Regions from separate parts of the Mus musculus genome. Here regions 1 and 2 are each linked to region 3. Evidence: chromatin contacts called from public HiChIP or PLAC-seq data. All regions are on one chromosome and are shown on one strand. The core of a region is the stretch at or near the end of the contact, and the rest is flanking DNA. Distances in the headings are between cores, read along the strand shown.

Region 1 (3,997 bases), core at 268-2,767, 170 kb before region 3:
GTCTCAAAAAACCAACCCCCCCCAAAAAACCCATTTATCTGCTTTTTGCCGTTTATGAATAAACAAAAGTATTAGAACCTTTCCCACTGGGTTTGAGGAATTTGTTTCCTCCATGCTTTACGGCCCAAATCGAGACATATACTCATGGGGCAAGGGCCTATGTTCTCAGACAATAGTCCTGACAGAATTTACAGAAGAGCGCCCCCTGTTAATAATACCTGCGAAGTGTTTCCACCCAAATCCATATGAACAGAGAGCCCGCATGTCATGATTGTGCCCTTATAAGAAAAGAGTTGTCCTCCTGACTTTCTTTCTCAATCCTTCTCTCCCTGTCGCAGATATAAGAGGAGTCATCTGTAAACCAGGAAGTGAGCCTTCGCCAGTCGCCATCATTCTGGTACCCTGGACGTCTAGCATTCACAACTATGAGCAAGAAAGGTTAAGGCCATTCCATCTGAGTTTTATTTTTTTAAAAAGTAGCTTGAACTGGCTGTGAACTGTACCAACTCCTACAACAGCCAACTATCTTGGAAGTGGAATCTTCCCCAGTCAAGCTTCCTCAACAGATACTGGGGTGGCTGAGAGTCACTGCCTCTCCCAAACTTGATCAAATTGCAGATACATGAACTAAATAAATGAGCACTGCTGTTTTAAGTTGCTAAGTTTGGGGTGACTCCGGAGCTGGCTTAAATACAGTTGTGAATATGCCTCAGTATAACAAAAAGCCACTTCAAATAGTGCATTTGCACTAAAACTTTGCTAGTCACATAGTCTCAAAAAAAATGTTTTTGCGTTTGTTTTAATGTTTCAAACAGCACTCACATGCATAATAATAGAGTTGCCTCTTTAACGTTTGGATCTTGCATGCGTGCCTAATAGAAATATAAGCAATTATTTCAGTGAACTCAAATGGAATGGTACATCAACTGTGCGCTGTTTTCAGGCATGCTGGCTGTAGTAATTGAATTCTACCAGTGGAGAACATTACTGTGAAGCTCAGAGACTCGTGGGCTGGTTTTCATTCTGTGGTTTGTACTTAGAAACCACTGATTTGCCAGGGGTAGTAATGCAAGCCTTAATTACCAGCACTGGGGAGGCAGAAGCAGGCTGATCTCTGAATAGGCAGGCTAGTGCGTTATGGTTTGCATATGCTTAGGCTAGGGAGTGGCACTAATTGGAGGTAGGGCTTTGTTGGAATAGGTGTGTTACGGTGGGTGTGGGCTTTAAGACCCTCATCTTAGCTGCCTAGAAGTCAGTATTTTGTTAGTAGCCTTCAGATGAAGATGTAGAACTCTCAGCTCCTCCTGCACCATGCCTGCCTGGACACTGCCATGCTCCTGCCTTGCTGATACTGCACTGCACTTCTGAACCTGTAAGCCAGCCCCAATAAATGTCCTTGTAAGAGTTGCTTTGGTTGTGTCTGTTCAAAGCAGTAAAAGCCCAAGAAGACCTGTTCTACATATTAAGTTCCAGGACATCCAGGGATACACAGTCTCTGGGCGGGGATAGGAGTGGGAACTAAAAAGCAAACAAACAAAAAAACCCAAACCTATGGATTTAGCAAAATGTTAAGACAATAGAGTAGACTCAATAACAAAGAAACTTAAAAATGCCCTGCTGTGGTAGATTGAATGAGAAAGGCTCCCATAGACTCAGATTTGAATAGTTGGTCACCAGGGAGTGGCACCATTGTAAAGAAATAGAAGGTGTGGCCTTTTGAGAGGAAATGTGTCACTGAGAGTGGGCTTTGAGGTTTCCAAAAGGCACTCCAAGCCCAGAGTCTCTCTCTTCCTGCTGCCTGTAGATCCAGAAGTAGAACTCTCAGCCCCTTTCCCAGCATCGTGGGTGCCTGAGTGCTGCCATGCTTCCTGCCATGATGAAAACGTACTGCACCTCTGACACTGCAAGCCACCCCAATTAAATGCTTTCTTTTCTAAGAGTTGCCTTGGTCATGGTGTCTCTTCACAGAAATGGAACATTGACTAAGGCACACTTGCTTACTCTTTTTATTAATTTTCTTATTATAGTTGACTATGCCCATGAATGTGTGTCTCTGTGTGTATAGATGAGTGCAGGTGCCTACAGAGGCCAGGGGCTTCAGATCTCCTAGAGCTGGAGCCAGAGGCTCTGAGCTGCCTGTTGTTGGTGTTGGGAACCAAACTTGAGTCCTTTGCAAGAACAGCTATCTCTCCAGTCCCTTTGCTTGTGTGTGTGTGTGTGTATTATTGTTTATTGGGATCTGAAATAAAATCTATATACTTAGTGAATGTGACTTTAACCATGATTGAATAATAGAAAAATTTTTATAATAATTGTGTAAGAAGCAGTACTTTTGAATATCCACAGTCACTTGAAATATGTTGCTGGAATACATCAAGGCCCTGGGAGAGTCAAGAGTGGTTTCTGCAGTGGGGACCATGCTGGGAGCAGCTTGAGCCTCCATCCTTACTGGGGGTTCCAATTTGGGTGTGTGGGAACCAAATGTGGCCTTTCTCAGCACAGTTTGGTCTTGGGGACTCTGAGTAGAGGCAGGCAGGAAATGAAGAAAAGACAGTGATAGAGACACACTCTAGCAATACAGAATCAGGCGGGTTATGTGCCATTAGATGGAGCTACACCTGCTGCTGACTGGAACTTCAGTAGTTTATATGTTCAGCACAAAAAGAGGCTTTAGCCAGTCACAGTAGGAGGTCTCTGTTTCCAGCCTATTTTCTGTCTGGGAGGAGGAAGCTGCAGTTGCTCAGTTTGTACACACGGATCCATCATCTTTAAACACTCATACTTAGGCCAGAGGAGGAAGGCTTTGCCAATTTCCACCCTGACCCACGTGGAGAAAGGCTTTGCTGATGTCCCATGGCCCTGGGGCATTGACCCTTGTTATAGCTGTGCCTATGTCAGCAATACAATCTCACTTAGGGCTTTGTCCACTTCCTACGGAGCAAGATGGGACATTGAGAAAAGGCATCCTCCTCAGCAAAAGAGAGAGGCTGCCAGGCAAAGTAGCTCCTTCCTTACTTCTTCACAGTATCTATAGGCTGTAGAGCAAGTGCTTTAGCCACCTTGCAACCATCAATCTGGCAGAGGACAGTGGTGGGAAGGAAGTCTCCTTTTTTGAGGTAGACTCATGTCCCACAGCCTGGCCTCAAAGGACGTCACCAAGGATGATCATGAATTTCTGGTCCTTCTGCCTCCCCTTCCCACGTGTGCCACTGTGCCCAGTTTATGGGCTATAAGGATCTAACCTAGAGCTTCCTGCTTTCCAGGCAAGCAAGTAGTAGCTGAGCTACTCCCCAGGGCCTCCGTTACCTTTCTTTCTCAAGTGGTCCTCTCCAGCCTTCTGTTTGAGTGAAATAACTACATGACTCACTTGATTAAGCAAGCTGTAATGAGGACTTCTGATGTAAAGGGTCTGAAAGTGCTTTAATTATGCTGTAAGCCACCTACACAGCTCCTGAAAGAGTGATGTTTGGTTATTATCTCAGTAAGTAAAAACTCGTGTGTGTGTGTGTGTGTGTGTGTGTGTGTGTGTGTGTGTGTGTATAGGAACCTGAAGCTCATAGTCCAGTGTTTATCAATTGCTGTCCTCTTTAATGTTTGAAACAGTCTTTCACTGAACCTGGACCTCACTTATTGGCTGGACTGTTTGGACAGCCAACTCCTAAGACCCTCCTGCTTCTACCCATCATGCATCAGGTTGTACCACTACAACATGTATTTTAAACACTATTGATTGATGATGGGTTGATTTACGTGCATGCAGGAAGCCTGTAGGGGACAGAAGAGGGTTAGATCCCTAGAACGGAAGTATCTGTTGTTGTGAGCAGCCATGTAGATGCTGGGAACTGAGTTCACACCCTCTGGAAGAGCAGTAAAATGCTCCTAACGACTGAGCCTCCCTCAGTTTTTGAGAACAGCTCCTGAGCATCTGAAGTCGGGTCCTCATGTATCATGTGCAGCATCACTTGACTGTGAGCTGAGCTATCTCCCTGACCTGATG
Region 2 (3,943 bases), core at 300-2,799, 250 kb before region 3:
AATACCACAGCACACAAAAACTCTTGCAATCTATGTGATTATAACAAGAACAGTAAGGAAAATATAATCTATACATGGAGGTGTGAGTGCACATTAACTATTACTCTAAATAGCAGCTGTTAATGTCTACACTGTTACTTTGCAACACGGGAAAGGTAGTGTTTTGATGGCTTTTTAAGAAAGCTCTTTCTATATAGTCCAGGCTAACCTGACACACAACTGATGCTGGGGTTACAGGTGTGTGCAATAGCACCCAGCCCAGGACTTACACTTTAAGAAAGTAAAAATGGCCGGACAGTGGTGGCGTACGCCTTTAATCCCAGCACTTGGGAGGCAGAGGCAGGTGGATTTCTGAGTTCCAGGCCAGCCTGGTCTATAGAGTGAGTTCCAGGACAGTGTAGAGCTACACAGAGAAACCTAGGGGCTGGGGGCGGGGGGGGGGGGGGGGAGTAAAATTGGCTTAATTGCATCTCCTGAAAGGAAAATTTGAAACTTTAAAAGAGCTGTTGGGGGGGGGGGGGAATTATGTTACATCCTCGACCTTGTACAAAGATGCAGACTAGCTTCATCTTCAGCCCTTAGTCCATCTTCCAGGGTCACTGCTAAAGTTTACACTGCAGGGATAAAGTGTAAGGCTCTGTTGGAGAGAGGGACTAAAGTGCCATTAACCTGGTACAGAGACTACCTGTCAAGCATGCAATTCTAAACACTTCTAAAGTCTAGACTGGCAAGTCCCTTCTGAAAAGAGTAACCCTGTGTATCACTCACAGCCACTCAAAATCAGTCCCTATGAAAAGAACTTAGTGCGCTCATTATCGTTGCTTATTCAACACTAAGTGCAGAGAAATATACCAGCGGCTCCAAGTATCCCCTCCTCACACTATCCAAACCACCTTCAGACAGAAGTAGCTTCCTAATAAATAACTACTTTACAGATGCCGGTATATAAGCACAGAGTGAGTAATTTACCCAAAATCACACACCTAAGAGGGTCCAGGATACAAAGCAAACAATCTATTATGCAAAGTTAAGTCATTGACATTTGGCTCAGTCACGTTTTTGCTACGTTTGAATTACAGACTTTTAATTTTTTTTCCCAGAAATATCTGAACTAGTATCAATAAGGTGAAAAATAGTTTTAAAAAGAACATTTTGTCTAAGCATTTAAAATCATTTTTAGCAGACGGCGATGACCACCAGCACAGCCAACTTTGGGAATGGCTACGTGAGTCCGGCAGTAAATGAATGGCACACAAGTACCCGGCAGGCTTTTCACTCGGGTTGGTTTACTGCGACCACAGAGCTACATAGTGCAAAGATCTAATTAACCCTTCCTTGCTTCCGCTTAAAGGGTTAAGACTGCATAGAGCCTGGCGACAGGGCTGTCCCCGAGTTCTGCCTCAGTTCAGGTCTCCGCCCTCCGGGGATCGCCCTGGGCACCCCCACCCCCAACCTGGCGAAGGGGAGCGCAACCCGCTGGCCCTTACCGAGCTCTGTGCCCCGGCAGTGAGCAGCCATTGTGGCCACCGCTGAAAGCCAACCCTTGCTCCAGGTCGCCACACGGGCCTGGCCTTCCTCCTTCCTGTCAAGTCCCCGCCCAGAGCCACGCCCCTTTTGCAACGCCCTACCAAAGCCACGCCTCTTCGGTCCTGTACCACTTAAACTTTTCTCCAGCTCCTGGGCTTGGAGCCCAGCCAGGTCATCACCCTACCTGTTCCCTGTCTTTCCAGGTCAGGCCTGTGACTTGAGCATTCCCCAGCTCCAGAAGTCTCCCAGACCATTTTTAAATGCTTACATGGCCAATTGAACTAGACAGAATCAGACTTAGGAACTTTAGCTGTAGGATCATGTGAGTGGCAGGACTGGATTCTTTCTTGCATGAGCGGAGCAATGTAGTCTTGGACCCGAATTGTGGGTAGTGTTCCAGAGCCCTCAGGGGACAGCCAAGGTAGTCTAGGAGCTAGAACGCGCTGTAATTTCTAGTCTGGACTCAGTGAAAGAGCAGCTAGGACATAAGCTTAGGAAGACTCGGTTTCTTATTTTTGTTTTTTTTTTTTTTAAGATTTATTTTATGTATATGAGTACACTGTAGCTGTCTTCAGACACACCAAAAGAGGGCATTAGATCGCCATTACAGATGGTTGTGAGCCACCATGTGGTTGCTGAGAATTGAACGTAGGATTTCTGGAAGAGCAGTCAGTGCTCTTACCGCTGAGCATCTCTCCAGCCCTTTCGTTTTGTTTTTAAGACAGTTTGCTTTGTAATCACGGTTGGACAAGAGGTTGCTGTGTTGAATCTCCTGCCCCAGACCCCAGATCCCCATTGCTGGGATTACAGGCAGATGCTACATTCAATAAAAGGTCCAGCTTCTTTCATTTAGAAAATATAGTATTTTCATTTTTGTGTCTACACACATATGTGTGCATAGCACATGTGTTCAGGTATGTGCAAAGGCCAGGCCAGGCCACTCTGGACCAAGAGTTAGTCAGGAGCTGGGAACCATACTTAAGTGTTAAGAAGCGCAAGCACTCTCAACTGCTCAGTTCCCTCTTCAGGCCTGAAAAGAATTTTTTTAACTTAGTTCTGTGAATAATTGAGTATGTAACCTAGGACACACTACTGGCCTTAGTTCTGTGAATAATTGAGCATGTAACCTAGGACACACTACTGGCCTTTGTGAACTTCATTTTCCTTATCTGTAAGAAAGGATCGCGACAATTTCTTTGCTTTCTAAAGTTGAGATTCAGTGATGATTTTTCTCAGCCTGGTTTCTCTGAATTACTCCAGGTTCACAGTCTAGGGGGTGAGCCACTGTATCTGTACTCACATGGACCATCTCTGCTGAGCTACAAGTTTGTCTGAACTACAAGTTTCTCTAGTGAATCAATTGCTCTAGTTCTTTCATCTCAGGAAAGTCCTGCCAGAGATGTACATATACCCAGAGACTCAAATTTTGAGAATTAAGCAGCAATCTGGTAAACAGGTCTCTAATGAGCTCAAACTATTTGTAATTCAATTCTTAGTGACTAGAAGGTTCTAGGACATAAGTCTACTTACTGCAAAACTGGGTGATCAAAATAGGTTTGTATGCAAAGTTGTAGTTTGTAAATACCTGAGGCCATGATAAATGTAAGTTATTAATGTGGTGTCAGATACACAATTACTCTGCTAGATAGAAACCTGCTTATTTCCCTACTGAGCTGCCATCTAGTCTGGTCCACACACAGCTACTTCTAAATATTTTGGATGTATGTCTAGGCCATATTCATAATGCCACTGTTATTTTCACTTAACCTTGCAAAACTTGGAGCAAGCACTAAAAACCTGGAGCTTATCTGAAACCATCTAGATCACCAAGAACGCCAACATCACGCATAGCCAAAATATTCATGTCTCAATGGAGAAACCTATAGAATTAACCTAGTCACAATGACCAAGCAATCCTACCTAATATGTAGCTATCTCGTGTGGCCTGGCCATGTTCATTAAGTGCACACATATGCACTACCATGTCTGACTTTACACGTGGCTGCTGGGAAAGCAAACTCGGATGCTGGAACATGCACAGCACACCCTTCACTGACTAGGCTGACTCGCCAGTCCCCACTTTACTTGGAAGTTTCAGCCCCACTGAAAGTTTCAGCAGGCTATGAGAAAATTGGCACACTGTCAAAGAATTATCTACCAGCACCCACAAGTGTCCCAACCTCCTGGTTCATATTCTAAAGCCTTTCCTACAGTGTAGATTGCAAGGCTGAGAACCAGGCAAAGGCGGGAGGTGGGAGACAGCAACATCCAAGAACCATGGGCAGCACAAGGAAGGATTAACAGAAGGGAGCTTCCAGGAAAAGCACACAGCCACGTGTAGGAATCAAACACACACGTGGGGTCATCCATGCCTTTTCATGTGAGCACCTGAATTTAAGGTAGCGTCAGTCACTAA
Region 3 (3,759 bases), core at 29-2,528:
AAGGTGTCCCAGGGTGCATTTCTTCCTCCATAAGGAGCTTCAATGTGTGATTTTCCTTTAGAATCTGGGGTACAGCTGGGATGGAGCTCAGTCTGTTTATTCTTTGCTCACCCAGCATGCATAGGGTTCTGGTTTTAATCCTCAGTACCACAGAAAACCACCAGGGGCACGTGCCTGTAACCCAAGCACTTGGAGGTGGGTCCAGAGGGTCAGAAGTTCAAGGCCAGCCTGGGATGTATGATGCCCTGTCTGAAAAACATTGGGTGGAGCTTTGTTAAGGAGAGCAGAGGGTGGTCCCTGGATGTTATAGAGTGTCCCATATTAAACTGAGTTCAAAGAAAAGTCAGCAGGGAAGTATGTATTTTGAAATTGCCAACTTATAAACAATTCTTAATTATTTTTTTTTAAATTAGTGAATGTGGAGGTGGCTCGGTGGATAAAGCACTTGCCCTGCAAGCGTGGGGAAGGGAGTTGCGATGTTTAGAACCCATATAAAAGCTGGGTAGACATGGAGGCCGCTTATAGCTCTAGCATCTGGGAGACAGAGAGAGGGAAGCCCCAGGGCAAGCGAGGACTGATGCGCTCTGGGTTCAGGGAGAAGCTGTCCCTCCAAATGTACAGTGGGCGATGATAGATGAAAACACCAGATATCCATACCCGTAGGCCTACACACACATGTGTATTTAGCCTTCCGTGTACCCATGCACTGGGCTCCGTCGGTCTTTAATTAGCACAGGCTTGGTGCTTTGAATGGCTGAGTGACTGTGTCTGACACTGCAGTCCCCAGAGTCTGTGAGGTAGAGTGTTACCCATGGTTTAGCCCCTGCTGTGGACTATGGGAGTGTGACTCAGCATCTTTTAAAAGCTCGCCCTGTTCCTTGTGAGCTTTATGGGCTCAGGGCGGGGTGGGGGCAGGAGGCTGTGTCTTTGATTTATTCACTTGACCATATCTTTAAAGATTGACTCAGAAAGTTAAAGTAGCACTCTTATTGGAACTTAATGAAACGCAATGTAAATTTAGAAATCTACAACAGAGACAAGAATTGTAAGAACTTTAAAGATTAGCGTTATGATTGAATTCCAAATTTGCCTTTGAGTATGGCCCCGAGTTCAAGGCTGGTCTAGGATACATGATGAGTTCAGACCAGCCATGGCTACAGAAGGAGATCCGACCTCAAAAGCAAAATTAAAAATGTAATGAAACCAGTGAGCCAATGTAGAGGCAGCAGGAACTTCAGGTTTCCCTGCCTAACCAGCCACACCAGCTTAGTCAGGCACAGCCTTTCAAAGGCAAACAAGCCCGCCTTGTGGCCTGATGGGTGATTTGGCCAAATAAGAGGTACTCACTCAGCACCTACTGCATTTCTTGCATGTAGGAAAAAAATCGTGTTTAATCATAACTGTAACAGTAATTCAGGGTCCTTGTGCGTATCACATCGGATCAGCATTTTCTGATGGCTTTTGTAATAATTACATATTTTCTTCGCAACATAGAACATCAATGGTCCTAGCCACAGCCATCCATCCCAGTTTATATTGATCCCAACTGAGTAGTGGCATCTGGATAGGCCAGTTACTGACTATCTGTGAATTCTTTATGTGGTCTCTTTCGACCCCTCTGTAGCTGCTGTCTCCCTGTATGCACTGCCGTGGTTGGCTAGAGCTTGTTAATATACTGATTCAGGTAGACCCAGATGGTTGCGGGACGTTTTCTGTTCTTTCTTAGAATACAATCTACTCTCCCCTTATCTGCGGTGGTTCTTCTGCAGATTATTGAAGAGAGAAGCAGGGAAAAGAAAGGGTAAAGAGTGGAAATTACTATTTTCTTAACTTTTGGGGTAGGCGGATCTCTTTAACCCCCCCAAATAGATTCTCAATATAATGTAAATATATAAGCTAGCTAGCAGCAGAGCTATCACAGTAGAGGAAGGAATGTAGAATCTGATAATTTAACTGGCTTTAAACTATGATTATTCCATAACATATTAATAGCATAAGCTAGGTGTTGTGGTTCATACCTGTAATCTCAGCATTCAGGAGTCTGAGACAAGAGGGTCCCAATGAGTTTGAGACAATTCCGGGCTATTTAGTGAATTCTACACCACCCTGTATTAGAGTTTGAGACCTTATCTTAAGAACCAAACCAAACATGTATAATGTATAATAATTAGTGACCATAATTTTATTTTTATTTTAATATACTGAAAATAGCTGGTAGTCGGCACAACTTAAAAGTCTTCCATTGTTGTAGTCCCTGTGTCTGATGGAATGAGAACCCAGGATATATTGCAGACCTGTAACAGGGTTAGCCTGTTTCTATAGCTGGCACAGGTATGACTCGCCATGCCAGAGGACCTGGCTGGATGACCATCTTTAGTCTCACTCTATTGATTTTTTTTCATAGAGATTTGTGAGGAGATGTAGAAATGGATTGGAGGAGGTCAGAAACAGGATCATTCAGACTCTGCGTGATCATTTTACTGATGTTACTGTTGAACCGTTGTGCCGGAGATGAGGGAAAGATGAATACTCTTTAATGCTTGACATTTCATTGTACAGTGTAAAAAAGTAATATCAAATGCATTGTTAAATCTGCTAATGCTGATTATTAGAAGTGGCATTTGGTTTTTTAAAGAAAATATCTTTTTAAAAAATAGAGCCCGTGCATCAGTGATTATAATTTTAAAAGCTTGTAGTGAGTTAGAAATTGTGTCTTTCACCTTTGCGTGAGAAGGTTGCTGGCTATACGCTTGATGGACCCCTTCCTTTGCTCTTTTGGTAACTGGGCAAGGTTTGTTTTTTTAATGGTCCCTAGACATAATTTTAATGTGTTAAGTTGGTTATGAAAGGTTGCTAATGGGCTGGAGAGATGGCTCAGTAGTTAAGAGCACTGACTGCTCTTCCAAAGGTCCTGAGTTCAAGTCCCAGCAACCACATGGTGGCTCACAACCATCTGTAATGAGATCTGATGCCCTCTTCTGGGGTGTCTGAAGACAGCTACAGTGCACTTATATATAATAAATAAATAAATCTTAGGGGGGCGCGGAAAGGAAAGGTTGCTTGAATGAGTAAAGTCGGCATGTAAGCGAAGTTGTGCTTTGGGCGTTGTCTCGAGTCTCCTTTGACTTCCCACCTAGAATCTGCTCCTTTTGTGGTAGGGGTACTGACCACCGTCACCCGCGCCCATGTGTTCTTTCTCCTTCTTTTTGAGATGGGGTCTCACACAGTGTAGGCTGATCTCACACTTGATGTGTATGTACTCTAAGATGACATTGAACTCCAAGCCTCTTGTCTCAGCCTCTCGCCAGCTGGGATTATAGGCATACAACACCATGCCTGACCTTAGTATGTGTATTAGTAGACAGCTTATGGGTTTGGAGTCCAGCACCAACTCACTTTGGGATTTCACCTCATTCTTTTGTCTGAGCAGTAGTTTGTTCTAAAAACAAAACAAAACAACTTATGTGTGCGTGCCCATTCCCCCACCCTGATATGTGTGCCAGATGGAGGTCAGGAGATATCAGATCCCCTGAAGCAGGAGTTACAAGAGGTTGTTAGCCCCCAGTGTAGAATGGACCTCAAGCCCTCTGCAAGAGCGGTCCTCCCTCTCAAAGGCTGAGCCATCCCTCCGGCTCCAGTTTGTTCCTTTTAATAGTAAGAACCCTATAGTTCTTTTTGTTTCTCACATTCTGTAAAAGTCCAATCAAACTAAGCTGCCATCTGAGTGTCCAGAGGCTTTCTGAGAGGGTTGGACAGGCC

Evidence for each region. HiChIP or PLAC-seq counts read pairs in DNA pulled down with a chosen protein or histone mark.
Region 1: an H3K27ac HiChIP or PLAC-seq map of embryonic stem cells shows a contact between it and region 3, with 18 read pairs. The contact joins two enhancer-like sites. A contact is called at or near these places in 5 of 39 promoter capture datasets (the 3T3-L1 cell line, the C10 cell line, liver and 2 more), 2 of 15 datasets of contacts at CTCF or cohesin (the NIH/3T3 cell line and large pre-B cells), 3 of 484 Hi-C or Micro-C datasets (the F1.1 cell line, bone marrow-derived macrophages and ventricular fibroblasts), 7 of 115 datasets of contacts at active chromatin or transcription factors (embryonic stem cells, pancreatic cancer cells and stem cell-derived neural progenitor cells) and 4 of 9 other capture datasets (adipose tissue, liver, macrophages and 1 more).
Region 2: an H3K27ac HiChIP or PLAC-seq map of embryonic stem cells shows a contact between it and region 3, with 5 read pairs. The contact joins the promoter of Dera here to the enhancer-like site in region 3. A contact is called at or near these places in 1 of 39 promoter capture datasets (liver), 1 of 15 datasets of contacts at CTCF or cohesin (the NIH/3T3 cell line), 1 of 115 datasets of contacts at active chromatin or transcription factors (embryonic stem cells) and 3 of 9 other capture datasets (adipose tissue, liver and pancreatic islet).

What each region holds. Positions count from the first base shown.
Region 1 is chr6:137,667,226-137,671,222 of GRCm38.p6, reverse strand. No RefSeq gene overlaps it. Among named protein-coding and RNA genes, the nearest start is that of Eps8, 20 kb to the right of the region's middle. Within about 2 kb of position 1,517, at least 4 of the 459 cell types and tissues checked have an H3K27ac peak or open chromatin away from gene starts, as enhancers often do. A contact at or near this core is called in embryonic stem cells, where this site is marked.
Region 2 is chr6:137,752,183-137,756,125 of GRCm38.p6, reverse strand. It overlaps Dera (deoxyribose-phosphate aldolase (putative)), which reads right to left and starts at 1,549. Exons shown (of 9, transcript NM_172733.1): 1 at 1,488-1,549. The coding sequence starts at 1,518.
Region 3 is chr6:137,500,715-137,504,473 of GRCm38.p6, reverse strand. The region is part of intron 16 of Eps8 (epidermal growth factor receptor pathway substrate 8); the gene reads left to right. Among named protein-coding and RNA genes, the nearest start is that of Eps8, 150 kb to the left of the region's middle. Within about 2 kb of position 1,278, at least 27 of the 459 cell types and tissues checked have an H3K27ac peak or open chromatin away from gene starts, as enhancers often do. A contact at or near this core is called in embryonic stem cells, where this site is marked.